2 separate regions of the Mus musculus genome follow, and region 1 is linked to region 2. A link is a contact called in public Hi-C data. All regions are on one chromosome and are shown on one strand. Each heading gives the region's core, a stretch centred on a gene start, on an enhancer-like site or on the middle of the called end of the contact. The rest is flanking DNA. Distances are from core to core; before and after follow the strand shown.

What was found. A called contact is a pair of places that touch in the nucleus more often than the background predicts.
Region 1: a Hi-C map of the N1E-115 cell line shows a contact between it and region 2, with 2.5 times the contacts expected there. The contact joins the enhancer-like site here to the promoter of A730049H05Rik in region 2. A contact is called at or near these places in 7 of 39 promoter capture datasets (the 3T3-L1 cell line, cranial neural crest, frontonasal cranial neural crest and 4 more), 3 of 484 Hi-C or Micro-C datasets (the N1E-115 cell line, pancreatic cancer cells and uterus) and 1 of 9 other capture datasets (liver).

The regions. Positions count from the first base shown.
Region 1 is chr6:93,065,601-93,068,300 of GRCm38.p6, reverse strand. All of the region lies in intron 1 of 9530026P05Rik (RIKEN cDNA 9530026P05 gene), which reads right to left. Among named protein-coding and RNA genes, the nearest start is that of Adamts9, 120 kb to the right of the region's middle. Within about 2 kb of position 1,375, at least 74 of the 459 cell types and tissues checked have an H3K27ac peak or open chromatin away from gene starts, as enhancers often do. A contact at or near this core is called in the N1E-115 cell line and uterus, where this site is marked.
Region 2 is chr6:92,815,120-92,817,819 of GRCm38.p6, reverse strand. It overlaps A730049H05Rik (RIKEN cDNA A730049H05 gene), which reads right to left and starts at 1,377. Exons shown (of 5, transcript NR_169152.1): 1 at 1,160-1,377. Adamts9 (a disintegrin-like and metallopeptidase (reprolysin type) with thrombospondin type 1 motif, 9) reads left to right here. Exons shown (of 40, transcript NM_175314.4): 30 at 1,177-1,350.

The DNA of each region.
Region 1 (2,700 bases), core at 126-2,625, 250 kb before region 2:
TGAAATATGCTTTCTACCACCCCTGTGCTTCACCTTAGTCTTCATGACTTCAACAAGAAGGTGACTCTGACTCACTGTCAAAGCTTTGATCCTTGCTCTAATGGCCATTTTATATGACAAATTTACATGATGTCCCGGAGGCAGTGATGGGTCCTGAACAGTTGAGAAAGGAAATTTGGAAGTCATCAACACCTTTCAGTCTGTTTCACGAAGCACATTATGAAAAGTCAAATTTGCCTACAGTGAGTGCCTACTTCCTCAAATCTGCCTCCATTTCAGGAACTATAAGAGATAAGGCCACGACCTTGATCTTTCCAAAGATTTTTTTCACAGATGCTTTTGCCTGTGTTCTCTATTCCAGGCACAGTGAACACTGCTAACAACATTCTAGTGAGGATGAAGACGAAAAGAATAACATTACCAGTAGCAACCAACTTTCACAGGTCAGCTACCGTGCTAGCTGGACTACTCCTTCAGCCATCCAGTCACACTGGGGTAAACACAAGAAGCACCCATGTCCTCATTATACTTGACAATTAAAGTGGTCAAATCACTACCTAAGGCCAGCACATGTCAGAGGTGAGGTCTGAAGCCTGGGATATGATCTTAAATTTTGATTTCTTTAATCAATTTAAAAATCTTATTTTGGCATCACCAGAAACAAAACGACAGTCCCACAATAGTCTACACAAAGCATTTGCTGATGTAAGCATGTTCTTATTTCTGAACCTGGAACAGAACCGAGGAACTTGATATAGTTTTAACAAAATATATTAGTAAGATGCTCCAAATGTCATAACACACATAAGAGGACATTCTATTCCTTAGGTTGGGAGGGTGATGGAGACTTACTTATAGAGGGTATTTTCAGAAGGACTTAAAGACTAAGAGCCTGCCAGACAGAAACTAAAGGAAGTACGCCAAAGACCACACAGACAACAATAAAAGTCTGCAGTATTCTGACAAAATAAATGCCTAGCCTCGATCGCTAATCCTAATGATTTAAGTGAACTGAAATCACTTACAGGTTTTTTTTTTTCCTTCAACAAACTAAGGAGGCAGCCAAGTCCTGGGGCTTCTGTTGAGCTGAAAATTTGCATTTCTAGTGAATTCTCATGTGCAGCTTTGGACTACTCTTTGCTGAGAGCCTGTGCCCCAAACCAAAGACCTGTCTGGAACCCCCCACTGCTAGTGTGTATACAGGAGGGAGATGCCAGGGTCACCAAGCCCTGCTCCGAATTTCCCAGAAGACCTGAGGGTTTTTTTGCCTGCTAGGAGCGGTAGTGAAATTTTACTGTTGGTTTTGGGAGCAATTAATACTGAAGCTGTCCAGTGGGAGGAAATAGGAAACCACAGCTTGAGGCTGAGTGGAGAGAACCTAGGATTTTATGGTGTTTCTGTCCCCTCCGTGCCCCTATTCACAGGCGGGTGAGGGCCTGCGGCAAGAGCATTTAGAAACACTAGTTCTTTTGTTGTGGGAGTGAGGAGGGTGTCCGATTTGCAGGGAAACGATGTTTTCACAATTCCTCCTCCAATTTTGAGGCTGGGTCTGCTGACGACAGCTTAGTTTGTGTGTTTGTCTCAAAGGTGCTTCTGCTGACCTCAGCACCCAGCCCGGAGTAAGGAGGGACAGGCAGGAATCCTAGCTGGGAATGAGAGGAGCAAGGCAAAAGTGGGCTCTGTGGATGCAGCTGGGACAAATGAGAGCCTTGGGAAATCCTTCCACTTCTAATTCAATTTCTATGCTTAGTTCTTATTTTCCAGGACGGAAAAAAATCTAGACTCCGAAAGGTCAGCTTCCAATTGTAGACTCTCCCTCTCAGACCACACCCACCGGCTCCCACAAACCCCGGCAGCTCTGAAGGTCACTGCCCAAGAACCGAGGAACAGGAAGAAGCAAGCGCACGGAGTCCTTGTTGTCTTCTTTCCACCAGATTGCTTTGCTAGCTGACAGTAATCAGCTGTGCTAACATTCCGGGCATGTCCCCTCTGCACCCGCCATACTTGGCATGGAGGAAAGGGAAAGAAAGACAGGCATTGGCTTCTAGAGACCAGGAAAAGAGATGAAAGCAAGGCGTTCAGGTTCTGTGTTTCATCTCTGTGTTCATTTGCTGTTATAGTGCCTTGTGGCTCTGCAGGAGTCTTGTGGGAATTTCTAGAAATCTAGTTGGCAGTGCTCCTAGTTACTACACCATTATGTCCCAGAGACACTTAATTCAGGATATTCGTTGTCATACTGTTGACCAAGAAAGAAGAGCCTGACAATTATCTAGAAAAGAAATACTACCAGAGACAGCACGATCTTGGCTCCTCTTCACTGGACACTGAGACTGTTATTCCCCAGATTACAGTGATCCACACTTTCTTTGAGAGTTGGAGTATTTTTTGTCATCGTGTCTATTTCACACAAGAACACAATTAGAGGAGGTTTCCTCAACAGAAGAAGCTGATTAAGTTCACAGATTTATTGTGAAACCATTTGGGAGTCATGGAAAATGAGTTTCACTGCTAAGCTTTTCTTGCTTTAAGTAAAGAGAAAAAAAAAAGGCAAACTGCACCTTGAATTCTCCATCTATAACAGATCATAAAATACCCATAGCCTTCCATGTAATTTACTCATCTCAAGAGAGATGCTGAATGCTTCTTCCAGTCTCTTAGTACTTTCCCAAGAGTTCAGCGATTTTACAGGATACAGCGGGG
Region 2 (2,700 bases), core at 128-2,627:
GCCCTTTGATGTGAGCTGTGAGGCTCTTCTCCAGCATAGATTTCTCTGAAACAATAGCATTTCTCAAGCTGCCTTCTACGAAAGAGCCTAAGCTGCAGCAGCATCCACTTGGGTATACATATGTCTTAACAAACTTTCCGTCTTTCACGGAGCACCTTGAATTTCCCTACAAGCAAATTAGACAAGCGTGCAGTTGTAGAGTCTGGTTTTGTTTTAGAAGAAGACCTCCTTTTGGGTACATGGCATGAATGTCAGATAACTTTGTTTCTCAACACCAGGCAAATTAATAGTGACTGATTTATGTCCACCCCCCAAATTGCTAATAACCTTTAATAACCAAGTGCAGTGTTATGCAGTTCTCTCTAATCAAAGGTTGCCTTTGGTTTCTGACTGCCAAAATCTTAATAAAGACAATAATTCTTGGCTTGCCCATAAGTGAGATTATGCAACCAACAATGAGGAAACCATTAAAAAATTAATTTAGGGGAAAGTTAATTGGTGTTTTGCAACTTGGTCAACAAAATGTTTCCTCGTGATTAATGGGATTTTTTCAAGAGCTGAAAACATTAAGCCTGAGGAAATTATTTTTCCTTATTAGCTTTTATTCTTCATCTATTCATTTGAGATTATGAGGAGGCACAGATAGTTAAGTGAATTCCATGATTTAAACAAACAAACAAACAACAAGCGAGGCAATGTTCTGTCTCCAGGAATAGAAACTAGAAAAATAAGAGGGCAGGAGAAAGTCCTTCTGCTTATATGGCCTTAATTGTCAATGGTTGGCTCTCTATGGGTTACGCTATAGAACCGCATCTCCCAATTTTCCCAAGCCATCCATCTTCCAGGATGGAAGTCATGCACAGTGTTTCGTTTGTCTGTTTCAATGTGGCACCATTACTTCTGGATGGTGGTGTTTCCCCACAATCTCTCCTCCCTCTGACATCCCCTGAGAGTTTTGGTTCCTCCCCACTTGTGGCTCCTGCACCCTGCCCAGCACTGGCAGTTACCAGTGCTTTTAGAACTTGCCTTAGTGTCCCCCTCCTTGGAAATGAGAAAGCATTTTGACTGCTGTGAAAAATCATTGGATTAAGAAAGCATTGCCCTCCTCTGTGACCCACCCCTTCCCGCCCTCCAGAAGGGAGCCGAAGTGCCTACTTACATCCTGTGTCTTCTCAGTGCTCTGTGTCCTGTGGCCAAGGCGTGCAGCAGAGGCATGTGGGCTGTCAGATCGGGACACACAAAGCAGCCAGAGAGAGTGAGTGCAGCTCCTACAGCAGACCAGAGTCGGAGCGTGTCTGCCAAGCCTCACCATGTCCTCTCTACACTTGGAGGGCAGAGCAGTGGCAACAAGTAAGTAAAGCCATGAAGTAAGTGCACACCAGCCTGCGTGTCGCTCCACCCCCTTGTTAGCATCAGCTCCACACCCTATGGAGCCTGCAAAGCCATTGAATGGAGTGGCATTGCTGGCTCCTTCCCAAAGGAGCTGTTTGCTGTCAGGCTCTAGGCAATTCCTGTTTGCGTTTCTCCCTGTGGTCTTGAGTATCCCAGAGCTGGGGTCACTGAAATGGAAAGGAAAAAAAACAGCTTTAACATGCCTCAGGCCAAGAGTATAAGCATACAGACAACTTTCACTTCACAGGAGGGGAGATGATGGGCAGAACATTTAATATATGTTTGGATTTGGTTAGCCTGTGTTCATTTGAATAGCCGTAACATGCAAGTATTTGAGGTAAAGCTTACTCTGTATTTTTCCTTTTCGTGTGCCATTGACGATCAGGGAGAGAAAACGGGCTCTCGTGTGAAATACTCATTAATTAGGGTAGAATTTCCAGTGTTTTCAACCCATGGTAGAATCCACATGAAGTGTTGAGTTAATATAGAAATATGCTGGACTTATTTTTCTTCTACTCCCCAAGTTAATGCTTGACTTTAGCAGACATTTAAGTGTCTGTGCTGGAAAGTCCATTGCTGGGGGAAGGGGGAGAGGAGGGTAGAGGTGGTATAAGACATTAGGGGGAGGTAACCCCAATTTCCAGAACAGAATGCTAGGTTATAGAAAGAGTAGGACAGAATTAGAAAGTCAAATCAGATCTGCTGACCCCGGAATGACATAAAAGACGCACACTGCTGGAGAGGCAAGATGGAGGAGCCGCCTGCACTGAGCGTGGCTCACAACCCAAGGTAGCGTGGTTTGAGGATGTTTGTTCTGCACTTGGCTGTGCTGGGAGCTTTCTGTCTGTCCGTCCTCTCACTTTGTCTTTTGGATGACACCTAGATGAGGTGAGTTTAGTTTTTAGTTTTAGGTGGTAAAACTAAGATTCAGACAGACTTTGCCAGTTGTCCAAGGGCCCCACATCTAGCAGCTAGAGGAAGCCACCCATGACCCTGTTTGATATCTCTCATCTTTATGATTTCCTACTGTATTCTGCACCTCTGGGATTGGCTTCCCAGCCCTGCTCTCCCCAGTCCCTTCCGGTAATGGATCCATTCCTTACTACAGTGGTTCATCTCTTTAGGAACGCTTCCTTCTTCATCTGCTTGGTCATGTTGCTTGTTTTCCTTCTAGACTTCTCTTGCTTCTGTCAGATAGTATCTGGGACAATACCTAACACAGTTAAGTTTAAGATTATTTGAACTTGAGCCAGATAGGTTATCAGGAACTTGTATGCTTAGAAAAATATCACTGTGGTCCCTATCTCA